Regions from separate parts of the Mus musculus genome. Here regions 2, 3 and 4 are each linked to region 1. A link is a contact called in public ChIA-PET and HiChIP or PLAC-seq data. All regions are on one chromosome and are shown on one strand. Each heading gives the region's core, a stretch centred on a gene start, on an enhancer-like site or on the middle of the called end of the contact. The rest is flanking DNA. Distances are from core to core; before and after follow the strand shown. Region 1 holds the start of Suclg1 (succinate-CoA ligase, GDP-forming, alpha subunit). Region 2 has its middle 13 kb from the start of Gm31547. Region 3 overlaps Dnah6 (dynein, axonemal, heavy chain 6). Region 4 overlaps Dnah6 (dynein, axonemal, heavy chain 6).

Region 1 (3,270 bases), core at 353-2,852:
AGGTCTCTTCTGTGACTCACCTAGGGGCCTGCCAAAGGCTCCAGACAGCATCCCTGCCTGTCACTGAGATCTCAAGTACCATTGGGTCTGCTGGATCACCTGAGCCAAGTGGTAGTGTGCTTGCTTGCACAACAGTCTGGACTTCTTCAAGAGCGTTCTCTTGCTCCAGGCCCCACTTAAAGTTAGTAGCTTTCTGAGTCACTATGGACTGGAGTCACACACCCAAGTGAAGAGGGTGCTGCATCCAAAATCCAAACAGGCTCAGTAAACACCGTGCTTCTTTCCAGTGGGAGGGGCCAGACACAATAACTTTACAATAGAAGGATAGCTCTGCATGCCCCAAACCACTGCACTCCTAAGAATTTCACTGAGTTAGAAGGTTCTTGAATTTTGGTTGAATTTACGTGTTACCCATGAATTCAAACTGGCTGCTATCCACTACTCACTTGGTCCAATCAGCATAATGTTGTCAATATAGTGTACACACACACATATTTACAATCTATACTATATGTTATATATACTATGTATTACACATTTTGTTAAATAAATGAAACAAAATGCTTAATTATTAAGTAAAGATTCAGTGAAAAATTTCCTCCTTAAAACCATTGTTCGCGGGCTGGAGAGATGGCTCAGAGGTTAAGAACACTGGTTGTTCTTTCAGAGGTCCATGAGTTCAATTCCCAGCCACCACATGGTGGCTCACAACCAAGTGTAATGAGATCTGGTGCCCTCTTCTGGCTCACAGACATACTGCAGACAGAACACTGTACATAATAAGTAAATAAATAAATCTTTAAAAAAATGTTCACACTGGACCTATTTGGAAAGCACTGATATTTAACTTTACCACAAGGGCAGGATCTACAAGACAAGTACACATGAGAATGGTGCGAATTATAATGACGACCTTACTGAGCTAAAATAACTTTATTGATTATACTGATAAGGAATCTTAGGAACGCGGTTTTAGACAAGAAACGTGGTGCTTTGGCTCAAGGACTTGCTAAGGTTTTAAAAGAGTGGAGTGAATAATTTGTTCCAATTGGGCACAAATCCTATTTGATCTCGAGTTGTAGTCCTTAGGATTTTAGAAAGAGGCATAATTAGCATTAGTAAATAATTAGCATTAGTCGAAGGCAGTGCGCCAGTTTGTTTAATAAAGAGATTCCTGCTTCAGGAAACTGTCAGCTAAGGGGCTTTTTAATTTTAAGTATTTGGTCACTTTTCCTTTTTTCTTTTGCCGGCCACTAGTGCGGATAATTTCCGGAACCGTACAGGGAGGACAAGAGGAGTACAATCTTCTCTGTAACAGGTCAGAAAAAAACAAAGTGCAGGATCACGGTCTGGCACATAGCATTGCTGCCGGCGCCTCCCCTCAGCGTTTGTCACGGCTTTTCCTGGGCGCCCACGCCGGAGTTTAAATCGCTTCCAACCCCTTCCCTTTCAGCACGCTGCTTACTCGGAAAAAAAATACATTTCCCACAACACCACGCGCCGGCCGGGCCTCTCATGGGCTGTCCCACACATTGCCGTTATGTTTATGGTTACCCAAGCCCACATCTACTAAAGAACAGAGCTATTGTTTGCTTTTCAAACGTCATCCTTCTTGTTCTTTTCCACTTGTAACGTTCACTGTTTGAGAAGAGACTCCGAGGAGCGTAAGATATTCAGGCTACTCCTCTAGACACCTTTCTGCGCGAGCCTGAGCCCATGCCAAGGTCCCGGGGTCCTGAGAGTGTCATTGGGGGATGACCGCAACAGTAGTTGCTGCGGCTGCCACTGCAACCATGGTCTCCAGCAGCAGCGGCCTCGCCGCCGCCCGCCTGTTGTCGCGCACCTTCCTCCGTGAGTCGTGCCGGCCCGGCTCTGTCCTCCATGCTTGCGTAGACCTCGGGTTCCTGATTCTGGCCCCGGCGGTGTCCGGGCTCTTCCGGGCGGGCCCTCGGAAGGGGCGAGGGAGCCACCGGTCCAAACGCCAGTGGCAGACCTCGGGGGTGGAGGGGGCTTTGTCCGATGGGGTCGTGGATCGGCCGATGCACTTCGCAGGGCGCCCTGCAGACACGGCAACAATATCCTAGTTCCCTCGGTGACGGGGTGTGTGTGTGTGGAGGCGGGGGGGGGGGGGTGAGGTGGAGGTGGCCTCTGGGCTGGCCCTTACTTGGAGCCAAGGCTAAAGAGGTCCAGGATGAACTCTGCTGGGAGTGTGAGCCCCCGGGTTGAAGAGGTTGTAATTTGTCCCGAAAGATTCTGCACTTGGAGTTGACCGTTCTGTTGAAGTGGTAGGGCCAACGGAAAGGTGGTTTCTGCACCCAGAGTCAACGTGGCCCCGTAGGAGCTTGGAAGCTGACCAATGATGTGTCGCTCTTTACGAGACTCCAATGAACACCTCAGTTTCTGAGAACCAATCTCCCAGGGTTGCTATCCTGCAATGCTGACTCTTGAAAAGTAGTGCTGCGTTCAAAGTCTCTGTGTTAGGTACGATAGGAAACAGCTTGGGAACCGGTCATGTCGTTTTTGAAGTCTGGCCAATCATTCGTATGTGTATAATAGTCTTTTTTTAAAAAGTGATTTCTCGATGGATGTGGTGGCCCACACATTTAATTCCTGCATTTGGGAGGCAGAGGCAGGTATGCGGGTCTTTGTGAGTTCGAGGCCAGCCTGGTCTACAAAATGAGTCCCAAGAGAGCCACAGCTGTTACACAGAGAAACCCTGTCTTGAAAACAAAACGAAATGAAACAAACAAAAGCCTACTAAACAAACAAACAAACAAACATCTCTCAAGTAATAGCTTGGTTTGTGAAGCAGAGCATTGTCCTGCCTATCACTAACAGGAGAAATGATTGCCGATTAAAACTGTGATGAGTGATTGGTTGTCAGGTTTATCCAGATCTAGGAGATGTTAAGAAGTAATGAGTGGTTTGGTTTCATTGTGTAGAATAAGTGAGTCAGTTTACTGCTCAGAAATAGACACTCATGTAACACTCTTTTCTTTGTGACATCTTGTTTCCTCTCGCATCAGATAGTAGGTGAGACTTAGTTTCTTTCTTGGGTATCCTAAAAGTGTTCAAGGATAAGTGTGCACCCAGTAGCTGTACCTCATTGCCAGGTCATTTGAGGACAGAGGTCCGACTTGGTAACTTTGCCAAATGTGAAAGAGTTGAGTGTATTTGGGAACGTTTTCTGGAGCACCTTCTTGACTGATTAAAAGGATACCTCAATGTGCTCCAAATAGAAGGGAAGGAAGGCATTAGTTGTGCCAGTAA
Region 2 (3,270 bases), core at 369-2,868, 250 kb before region 1:
TCAGTGCAGCAATAAGGATCCAATTCTGCAGGCCCATATGCTTGTAAGCTTGCTTGGCTTAAGCATTAGAGAGGTCTGAGCCTTACCTGGCTTCAGGTATTACAGGATTTTTTTTTTCCTGAACATTTGTTAGCTTGCATCTATCTGTTCTTTAACAATATTCAAACAGGGGCTGGGGATGTAGCTCAGTTGGTAGAGCATTGGCTTAGAGCCTGCATGAAGCCTTGGGTTCTATCCCCAGCAAGGCATAAAATGGGAGTGCCTGGCAGTACATGCTGGTAATCTCAGCACGTTAGGGATACAGAAAGGAGAGTCAGCTTCCGGATCACCCTCCGCTGAATGTTTGAGGCTAGTCTAGGATGCAGAGATCAAGCCACGAACAACAAACAATCCCAACAGCACTACGAGGACAGACCCCTTGACTGATCCTTGCTTTTCTCGTCTGCTAGCTTTTCTCTTGATCTTCCTTCTTTTGGAAAGTTCTTCCCCATCTATCCACAAGCATGCCCCTTTACTTCTGTCTAGTCTTCTTGACTCACATGTTTCATGATGTGCCCTTTGCTGATCAAATTCATCCTTCTTGTCTATTTCCTTGCTTGTTTTCTCTGTAGCACTTAATCCGATCTGCTAAAAATGATGCTTGCTGCCTTCCCGTCCCAGCTACGTGATCTTGAATGGGTTCTTGTCCATTGCATTTGCATCTGTATTCTCAGTGTCTGGAAGTAATAGGTGCTCAGTGAACGTGGATGGAATGAAAAGGGGAACTCATGGCTAGTTTGTTGTGATATCACTGTGGCTGGGTGTCATTTTGGGAAAACACAGGTGCTATAGGTCCTGGGATGCAAGGAGCCAAAGGCTCCAGGTACCCCTGTGGAACCTTGCTTTTTGTTTTGTGCACTATACAGGTGTCTTACAAATCTAAGACTTGAGGGTGTGGCTTCCTGTGTCTCAGTCAGCCATAGGCAAGTCTTTCTCTTTTGAGGACTGTTGCCACGCGGTTTAGAAGGGATATGTTTTCAGTTTTGTTCTCTTTTAACTACTGAGGTTCACAGCTTTTGTTCCTAGCATGTGGGGACGGGAGTCATGCTGAAGTGGGCTAGTGGATTGTGTTTGTGGAGACAGACTGTCCTGCGGCTGAGGATCTGGGTCTGAGGGCAGCAGAGGCAGACACACCTGTTCAGTCAGTGCTCTGGGCTGGGGCTTTGGCACCCGGCAGAGGCAAGATAAGAACTGCAGATTAGAGGCCCAGAGGCTGTCTTCCTGCCTGTGTGGCTGAGGCCGTGCCTGGTAGAGCAGTATCTATAGCCCTCAGGACGGTGGCTGTGCTTCAGGAGTGAGGCAGGTGTTCTGTTTGTCAGAACAGAACTGCGTAAGTTGAAGGAGCCTGTACGGTAAGGTTCCTTTCTTTTCTCTATTTCCTTTCTCCTCCTCTTCATCCCTGACTTCCTTCCCCAATCTCATGGATCACAGGTTGGCTTCAGACTCACCGAGTATTAGAGAATGACTGAGAACTTTGGCTCTCTGGTCTCAGCCTCTCCTGCACTGCGTTACAGTGGTGTGCCACCCAACCCTGTGTTATGCATTGAGGATGTGGGGGGTATAAAATCAGGGCTTTGTGCACACCAGGCACTCTACCAACATCCAGAGCCCCCCCTCCCCCCAACTTTTTTGAGACAGCGTCTCATGTAGCCTAGACTAGCTTCAAACTTGCTATGTACTGACGTTGGCTAATCTTGAGACTGTCACTGCACTTGGCTCAGTTTATTTACTAAAATGTAACTTTTGAACTTTTACACACATGGCAGCTTTTTTTCTTCTCCCCTAGACAGGGTTTCTCTGTATAACATCCCTAGCTGTCCTGGAACTCACTATGTAGACCAAGCTGGCCTCAAAGTCACAGATATATATATACCAGCTTGGCAAATATATATTTGAATATATGAATATACAACTTTAGAGTGTTTGGAGACATGGATCAGCAGTTAAGAACATTTGCCTGTAACTCTAAGTCCAGAGGATCTGATGTCCTCCCTCTTCCGACCTCTGTGGACACTGAAACCACTCACTCACACATACATTTATATATATGTATATTACATAATCACATACATATATATATATAATACACACATACACACACACACACACTCTAGGTACAAAAAGCAGAAAAGCTTGTGAATTGTGTAAATCTAAGCTGGGACACACACACACTCTAGGTACAAAAAGCAGAAAAGCTTGTGAATTGTGTAAATCTAAGCTGGGGAAAGCTGGTACCCCAAGGCTTCACTGATGTTAGTGTAGTGTTTCTTGGGCAGGTCTCCTGGGGTCAGGAAGGGTTGCTGAGTAGAGTCTTGTAAGATCCAGGCTCAGCTAGAGCTCTTGAATGACAGTACATTGAATAAAGTTTTTTTTTTTTTTCTCTTTTGAGTTGGAACCCTGCTTTGTTACCCAGGAAGGCCCTGAATTTCTGGGCTTGAGAAATCCACCTGCCTGTTTCCAGACTAGCTGGGACTATAGATGTGTGTCACTTGGGTCGACTTAATAGAACATTAATTGCCAAAAGACAATGAATCGCAAGCACAGCCGTATGCATGGTAAGGCCTCGTGGTAAGTTCTTTAAAGCCTGTGGGCTGGCAAGATGGTTCAATGGACAGAGATGCTCAACACCAAGCCTGACAGCCTGAGTTCCATCTTTGGGACCCACATGGTGGAATGAGAGATCTGACTCTGGGAAGTTGTCCTTTGACCTCCACATATGCATCCTGATACGTGTTCCCTGCCCCCAACATTATATATAATAAACAGACAAATAAACAAATAGACAAATAAATAAGTAGAATGTAATAGAACCTGGTTCTTGGGCCACTTAATGGCAACTTTAGAGAGAGGACTGTAGATCTTTGAAAGCCTCAGTTTCTCCCCCTGCAGAGAGACATTGCTTCTGAGCTCCTTGTCCTCCCTGCTGTTCTTTGAGTGGGGGAAGGGCAGCTTTTGCTTCCAGGATGCCATCCAGTTGGCCTTGTCTGGACTTCACTGTTTCCTTGCAGAGAGAGGCCAGGCCTCAAGCCCTTCCTCTGCTCTGACCTCCAGCGACCCTCAGACCACTTGTTGATTCCCTCAGAAGGCCCTTTCTCCTGCTGGCTTCTACCCTTCTGGTTTTCCAACAACCTCTGCCACCATTTCTCCTTGTCCATGTCTGACTGCTCTTCGGTCTTCTGATTTCTCACTATCAGATGGCCTTGGGACCAAGGCTAGATCTCTTCTCTCCCA
Region 3 (3,270 bases), core at 304-2,803, 230 kb before region 1:
ACGACACACTGGAGAGAAGCAGTCTAGCCCGGCTTTCACATAGAGTTGGGGGTTCGAGGTAATAGGGGTGTGTGAATCAGGAGCCTCCACATCACAGCCGGGGTTTCCAACAGAAATAACTCAAAACGACTTTATTTTAGGTCATGGGAGAAATAACAGCCACAGCTGCCATCCTTAAGTCGACTCAGAGGTCACTTCCTCCTCATCAGGGAAGACTTCTGGATCGGCGAGGCTCCCACTTACTCACTCAGCTGGCAGAGCAACGCTGACCCCTTGGAGATCCAGTAATCACTGATCCTCTTGGAGGGTAAGAGGACAGTCACCACAAAGTTGGTTGAATGGCCTGAGAAATGATATGGGGGTGGTGGTGGGGTGGTGGGAGGGTGGGGGTGGTGGTGGGGGTGGGGTGGTGGGGGTGGGCAGGGTGGGAAAGAAGAGATGTTATTTAAACAGTAACCTCTGGATTCACGGAGATAAGATTACTGAGAGTCAAGAGGCTCTAGCTCCAGACCTGGCTGAACCTGAAGATGCTGGGCACAGCCCTCTGAAGGTTCTAGTTTTGGGCGATAAGAAAGGAGATTTTGGAATACATGGTGCTTTGAGGCCTCTCTGGCTTAGAGCTTATATCTTCCTGAGTATGTTTCAGGTTTTCTGTAGGTTGAACCTAGGAGCATTGGGCTGAGATTCAGGCCTGACTTAGGGGTTTCTAATGGTAGGTAGGGCATCTATACATGTGGTCGTCTATTTATCTGCCCTTCCTTCACTCCATCCTACACTGGAAAACTCTTGGGCTCCTGGGATGAACAGGTACGGGGACAGGCATTTTGTCTTCAGTGTGTAACCGTTCTGTGCAGCAAGTCACTCTTCAGGAGTTCTTTCCCTTCTGTGGCTGTCTACGGGGCCACTGAGAAGAAGATGGTGCCCTCGGATGGCGATGGCTCCTTCTGCACCACTCTCTCAGATTCCATCGGTGTGGAATGGACATCAGGGAAGGCAGCCTCGGACCCAGCAGAGGGTGCCTCTACCTTTTCACCTTTCTGGCCCATTGGATTCCTGGCTTTCCAGTGCCACAGCATGGCAAGCCGCTCTAGACACCTTCCCTGTGTATTTACTGGTTTTATGCAGTCCAGAAATTTGTCTCCATGCTTCTATGGGTGCCGGCCCAATGCAGGCAATCAGTGCCTGGAGTATGTGAGGCCTTCCCTGGGTCTGGAGGAAGACTCAGGATACAACTAAACCCCTGCATCCACTGACTGGGTTTAAGCAGAATCAATTCCCTGTTGGCCAGAAATGAGTGTAGCTGCCTTCCAAAATCCCCTCCCACTCAACCTCCCGGCGCCCTACTAAGGGATTTACTGTCCAATCTGCTTGGCTCACAGTTAGACAAGAAGCACCTCCAAGGGGTAGATGATTGGGACAGACATGTGTGTGTGTCTCATGTCACGTGCCCTACGCCGACATCCTGGAGGGCTGATGTCAGAGGTCTTGTGCTTCTGACAAACAGGATGGCCATGACACACATGCTGTGTAGTGGACTGCCGTTCAAGAAAGCAAAGGCTGGCTGCTTACTACAGAGGGATGGAGCGTGACTGGAAGGTTAAGGACAGTGCTGGGCAGGCATAGACATGTGGATCTCTATGAGCTGGAGGCCCAGCTTGGACTACGTGGCAGGTTCCAAACTGCCAGGGCTACGTAGTGATAGTGAGACCGGCTCAAAACAGATGGATGGATGAATGAGAAAGAAAAGGATGCAGAAATAAAGGCTGTGTTCCCACAGAAGGGATTTAATGGGCTTTAGAACTACAGAACCTGCTCACCAAAGCTGCTGTCTGCAGGCAGGACCAGGGCCTGCACCGCAGGGGCTTAGCTGAACTTACTCTGGGGGTGGATGGGGACCCCTTAGTGAGGAAACATGTTTTACATCTGAGAATAATTCAGGTGTTCATCACAATGGGAACCTGCTTTCGTCCTTCTTCATGCTGCTACAGTTAACAAGAGACTTGGACCGCCTTTAATTCAGCTTGCCTTGAAAACAGTACTATTGTGTTGTTCTAAACCAGACTGAGAAATTGTTAGAGCGCTCTCAGAGGTTAGCTGGGTTCACTGTTCATGTTTGATCATGCTTAGCTTTTCTTTTTTTGTGGAAAAAAAAATTAAAGCATAAATGGTCCTTCCTTATCCATCTCATGATACACACTTCACATGCCTTGTAGATTATTTTGAAGAAATATTACGTAAAAACTTTTGCTGCATCTATTTTGGTATGTGTCTCTAAATCCTGACTATTAAAGGCACAAATATCATAGCTAAAATATTACTTTCTAAGAGCTGTTCAAATTTTTCTAGTGTGCATACATACATGTATAAACTCATTATACACACACACTGTATGTATATATATGCATATATATACACACACACACATATATATATACACACATATATATATACACACATATATATATACACATATATATATATATATACACACATATATATATGTATATGTTATATTGGTACTTGACAGTTACTTAGATTCAGAGTTTAAATAAGGGCCACACTCCACAGCAATGATGTGTGTCCTAAATCACTTTTAACAATAAATTAAAATTGTAACTATAAATCTGCCTCTTTGCCACTCACTACAATATATTTGTTGACACAAACAGGTTGGTTCCACTAGGAGTCCCAGAATCTCCTATCTTTGTGAAGGAAGAAGGTTTAGGCACAGGGATGAGCTCACGCTCAGGTTTAAACGCCCTCTTCTGGCCAAAAGACGCTACTACATTTACTCACATGTATACTATTACATAAAATAAAATGTACACTATTACATAAAAATAAAATTTTATATTAAATCATTGGTAGACACTTGAAGCTTAATAACCAATTTTTAAAATGCTTAACCAACCCCTAATGGAATGGTTTTAATAATTGCCACATCCTAAAAAGTCAATCAGATGCTCACCCGCTTCCTGATGGAGGTCCAGGCCACTGTAAAATGTTCCATTCTCTCTTAGCATCATGTGGGCCTTGGGGACCAGACTCAGGTTGTTAGGCTTGGTGACGAGAGCCTTTACCACTGAGCCCTCGCCCCGGCTCACATCTCATGTCATATGTTTTCTTTCTCTCCGCTTCCATTTTGTAGGACTGCAGCCCAGGCCCACTCGGAGTTTTGGAACCCAGCTTTTTCCACTTAGTTCATTTTAAAACCGCTTTTCTATGATAGACCAGACTGGCCTTGAATTTACGGAGGTCTGCCTGCCTCTG
Region 4 (3,270 bases), core at 234-2,733, 190 kb before region 1:
GATTGAACTCAGGTCATCAGGTTTGGCAGTAAGTGCCTTAAATCCATGAGCCATTTTGTTGCTCCAAACATTAAAAAAAAAAATCACTCACCTTTCATCTTAATTCTTTTATGAGAGAAGGAAAAGTTTAGTTTTAAAACCTTCTGAGAAATGTCTAAGTAGGATTTCTGTGCTTGCTCATTTTTGAGAGGGTCATACGATGTCGCTCTGGCTCTCCTGGAAGTTGCTATGTAGGCCAGGTTGGCCTTGAACTTAGAGATCCACCTACCTCGGCACATACCTCCATATGCTGGGATTAAAAGTGTGTGCCACTAAGCCTGGCCTTTAATTGATTAGTTAACTAGTCAATTAGTTAATGAATTAATTAATTTTGATTTCTGGATATTTTTAAAGCTTTGAATTTGATGGATTTTAAACTTCTTTTAAATATGCTACTCATGAGGAACAGCAGTAAGCAATGGAATAGACGTGGACTATAGAGGCTCAGACACATTTGGATCGGTCTCTCCCACGCGTTAATGTGTTCTGGAAAGTTCTTTAGTTTCTCCGAGCCCCCATCTGAGAAAACTCTTCACATTTGTAAGATAGTTGCCTTTCTTTTCATCTTTTAAATTGTGTGTTTGTATGTGTATGTGCACTGTGTGCAGGTACCCAGGGGCCAGAAGAGGACATTGAATCCTTTGGAGTTGGAATGGCAGGCAGTGACAGCTATCAAGTGTGAGTATTGGGAACTCAGTCTGGTCCTCTGGAGTAGTGGCAAGCACTTTGAACTACTGAACCAGCTCTTAGTTTCACAGGTAATTAAATTCTGGCTCAATGGCTATGCCTAATAACCCTTTTCTACGGCGAGGACAACGCTACACAGCAGGCAAGCTATCAACCAAATTCTACAGCCTGCTGGTTACAGTTGAGCTGTAACCTGGCCTCCTGACTATTGTCAGGTGACTGTGTGCTGTTGTGGATTGCATATGAAATGACACTCACTAGTCCTCCTGTTTGAACAGTTGGTCTCTAGTGGTCGGTACTTTGGGCAAGTGGGTTTGTAGAGGCTTTAGGAGGTAGAGTCTTGTTTTGTTTGGTTTTGCTTTGTTTTGTTTTTCGAGACAGGGTTTCTCTGTGTAGCTCTGGCTGTCCTGGAACTCACTCTGTAGACCAGGCTGGCCTCGAACTCAGAAATCCACCTGCCTCTGACTCCCAAGGGAGAGGTAGAGTCTTGCTGGAGGAAATGGGTCACTGGGGGTGGGTGGGTCCTGATGTTTACTTAACTGACTCCTAACTGATCCAGGAGAGCATTCAAACTCACACAGATGTTATCACTTACAGCCACATGTTGCTTTCAACCTTTTAGCCTGCTCCACTTCTAGCCCTTGCTCTGCTTCCTGACTATGGATACAAAGTGATCACGCGCTTCCTGCTACAACCACCCCCTCCCCAGTGATAGACTTGTGTGCCCTTTGTTGAGTTCTAGTGAACACTTCCTCAAATTGCTTCCTGTCAAGTATTGGTCACTCTCTGGTCACAACAGTAAGAGAAGTAACACATAGGTTAATAGGTGGGAGGGCATCCCCCACCCCCTTTGGTGCGTCCCAGGTACCTTCTCCATCCCTGCAGAACCTCGGAGGAAGAAATTCCACTCGGCCTCCGTTAGCTGCTCATGCTCGCGCATGATGTCAACACAGAGCATGAAGCTGTAGATGAGTTTGTGCTGCTCGAAGAGTCCCCGAGACACATTGGTGTAGGCAGTGAGGAGGGTCTGCTGCAGGAGGATTTTCAGGCGTTCATGCAGGTTGTCACTCTTCTCAGATGTTTCGATTGTTGTGTTGAACAACTGAGGAAGGAAGGTTTTGACAAGCTTGCTGTGAAGCAAAAACTCCAGTTCCTCCCCTCTTTCCCATTTTGACATTCACTGAGCCATGTGACAAGCAAACACTGGAGAAAAACAAATCTAGATCTCAACGCAGTGTGTGAGATTCGTCTTCGGCACCACCCCCACCTCACTTTAAAGAAATGGACCAAAGACAGACTCTTAATGATGCTCATAACACGGAATTCGGCAGCAGCTTCCTTCACATCAACAACTCACACTGTAAACTCTCTACCTGTTCAGTCATCCTGTCGGCCCAGGAGGCTGACTTTAAAGGAGCCTCCCATCCTACTTCCTGTCTGGAGGTTGTGAAAGTAGCTCCCATGCTCAAAGATGTCCCATTCTACTGGGAAGGCAGTGGAGATGGTGGTGCTTCAGGACGAGGGATGGGAGGTTGGAGATGGCCCTATGCATTTCTGGTGACATCTGAGCCAGGTCCACGTGCTCCCTGGTTAGCAGGGCTTAGGGCAAGAACAGTGCTATTGTAGACAACTGTGATAGCCCCTTGTCATTCTGGTTGGTGAATTACTAGCATGGTTATTTTGATGCCCTCACAAGGCAAGAGGAGGCCACTTTGAGTTAGTGTTCTTTCAGTGCTGGGGATGGAACCTTGACGTGTGGGCAAGAGCTCTACTTCCAAGCTCTCTTCAGTCCCAGACTTCCTGAGACAGGCTCAGGCTAACACAGTCCAGGCTTGCCTCGAGCTTACTAGGTAGTACAAGCTGTCCTTAAGCTCAAATGTCTTCTGTCTCAGCCTCTCCCAAGTGAAGCCTCTCTCACTATATGACTATAGTGTGCTCCACCGTGCCTAGCAGTAATGGGAGATAGGACTTTTTTTGTTGGTGGGGGGTACTGAACCTCAGGTCTCACACATGCTAGGATAAACACTCTTACCACTGAGCCTTGTGCCCCAGACAGTGAGTTTTCTTTAAAAGCCTGGGAAGTTGCACCGACGGGTGAGAGCTCAGGGAAATGTAGTGTCTTTGGTGCCAAAAATAAAACATTAAATTGTAGAGCACCCTAAAGGATTTTAGTGTGAAATGAATTTACGTCTGGCTAATGGGAAGGATTAGGAGGCGTGGGTGTTTCAAAAGTTCTCCCCTTCCCAGGCAGTTCTTTCTCTGCCTTGTGCTTGATGTAAGTTCTCAGCCACTCCTCCAGGGCCCTGTCTGACTACCTGCTGCCACAATGGTCATGGACACTTGCTCGGAAACCGCAAAGCACCCTTAAATGCTCTCTTTTGTAAGATGCCTTGGTCATGGTGTTTGGTCACAGCGACAGAGAAGTAACTAAGGCAGTGGACACTGTCCTCTCTTAGGCTGTTGTCTGCAAATATATTGTGGGATCCTGACTTTCTTTCAAAGCATAAACCTTTCAGGATTTGACCCTCTTCCTCCCCTCCCTCT

Evidence for each region. ChIA-PET counts read pairs in DNA pulled down with a chosen protein or histone mark. HiChIP or PLAC-seq counts read pairs in DNA pulled down with a chosen protein or histone mark.
Region 2: a contact with region 1 is called in an RNA polymerase II ChIA-PET map of memory CD8 T cells, with 160 read pairs. The contact joins the enhancer-like site here to the promoter of Suclg1 in region 1. A contact is called at or near these places in 2 of 39 promoter capture datasets (neural stem cells and stem cell-derived epiblast-like cells), 1 of 15 datasets of contacts at CTCF or cohesin (the NIH/3T3 cell line), 11 of 115 datasets of contacts at active chromatin or transcription factors (bone marrow-derived macrophages, effector CD8 T cells, embryonic stem cells and 3 more) and 3 of 9 other capture datasets (adipose tissue, embryonic stem cells and pancreatic islet).
Region 3: an H3K4me3 HiChIP or PLAC-seq map of bone marrow-derived macrophages shows a contact between it and region 1, with 2.9 times the contacts expected there. The contact joins the enhancer-like site here to the promoter of Suclg1 in region 1. A contact is called at or near these places in 4 of 39 promoter capture datasets (cranial neural crest, embryonic stem cells, hippocampal neurons and 1 more), 1 of 15 datasets of contacts at CTCF or cohesin (the NIH/3T3 cell line), 29 of 484 Hi-C or Micro-C datasets (the AML12 cell line, B cells, the C2C12 cell line and 20 more), 10 of 115 datasets of contacts at active chromatin or transcription factors (bone marrow-derived macrophages, embryonic stem cells, stem cell-derived neural progenitor cells and 1 more) and 2 of 9 other capture datasets (embryonic stem cells and liver).
Region 4: a contact with region 1 is called in an H3K27ac HiChIP or PLAC-seq map of acute myeloid leukemia, with 2.2 times the contacts expected there. The contact joins the enhancer-like site here to the promoter of Suclg1 in region 1. A contact is called at or near these places in 2 of 39 promoter capture datasets (stem cell-derived epiblast-like cells and trophoblast stem cells), 1 of 15 datasets of contacts at CTCF or cohesin (the NIH/3T3 cell line), 12 of 484 Hi-C or Micro-C datasets (the BV-2 cell line, the F1.1 cell line, the G1E-ER4 cell line and 8 more), 9 of 115 datasets of contacts at active chromatin or transcription factors (acute myeloid leukemia, bone marrow-derived macrophages, embryonic stem cells and 1 more) and 1 of 9 other capture datasets (embryonic stem cells).

What each region holds. Positions count from the first base shown.
Region 1 is chr6:73,246,903-73,250,172 of GRCm38.p6, forward strand. Suclg1 (succinate-CoA ligase, GDP-forming, alpha subunit) reads left to right here and starts at 1,603. Exons shown (of 9, transcript NM_019879.3): 1 at 1,603-1,851. The coding sequence starts at 1,755. It overlaps Gm38834 (a long non-coding RNA gene), which reads left to right and starts at 1,861. Exons shown (of 2, transcript XR_869182.3): 1 at 1,861-2,481.
Region 2 is chr6:72,992,308-72,995,577 of GRCm38.p6, forward strand. No RefSeq gene overlaps it. Among named protein-coding and RNA genes, the nearest start is that of Gm31547, 13 kb to the right of the region's middle. Within about 2 kb of position 1,619, at least 62 of the 459 cell types and tissues checked have an H3K27ac peak or open chromatin away from gene starts, as enhancers often do. A contact at or near this core is called in effector CD8 T cells and memory CD8 T cells, where this site is marked.
Region 3 is chr6:73,017,503-73,020,772 of GRCm38.p6, forward strand. Dnah6 (dynein, axonemal, heavy chain 6) reads right to left here. Exons shown (of 77, transcript NM_001164669.1): 77 at 104-343. The coding sequence ends at 240. Gm20560 (a long non-coding RNA gene) reads left to right here. Exons shown (of 4, transcript XR_001785283.2): 2 at 141-307. Among named protein-coding and RNA genes, the nearest start is that of Gm20560, 7.2 kb to the left of the region's middle. Within about 2 kb of position 1,554, at least 5 of the 459 cell types and tissues checked have an H3K27ac peak or open chromatin away from gene starts, as enhancers often do. A contact at or near this core is called in bone marrow-derived macrophages, where this site is marked.
Region 4 is chr6:73,058,473-73,061,742 of GRCm38.p6, forward strand. Dnah6 (dynein, axonemal, heavy chain 6) reads right to left here. Exons shown (of 77, transcript NM_001164669.1): 61 at 1,595-1,828. Among named protein-coding and RNA genes, the nearest start is that of Gm20560, 48 kb to the left of the region's middle. Within about 2 kb of position 1,484, at least 11 of the 459 cell types and tissues checked have an H3K27ac peak or open chromatin away from gene starts, as enhancers often do. A contact at or near this core is called in the HPC-7 cell line and acute myeloid leukemia, where this site is marked.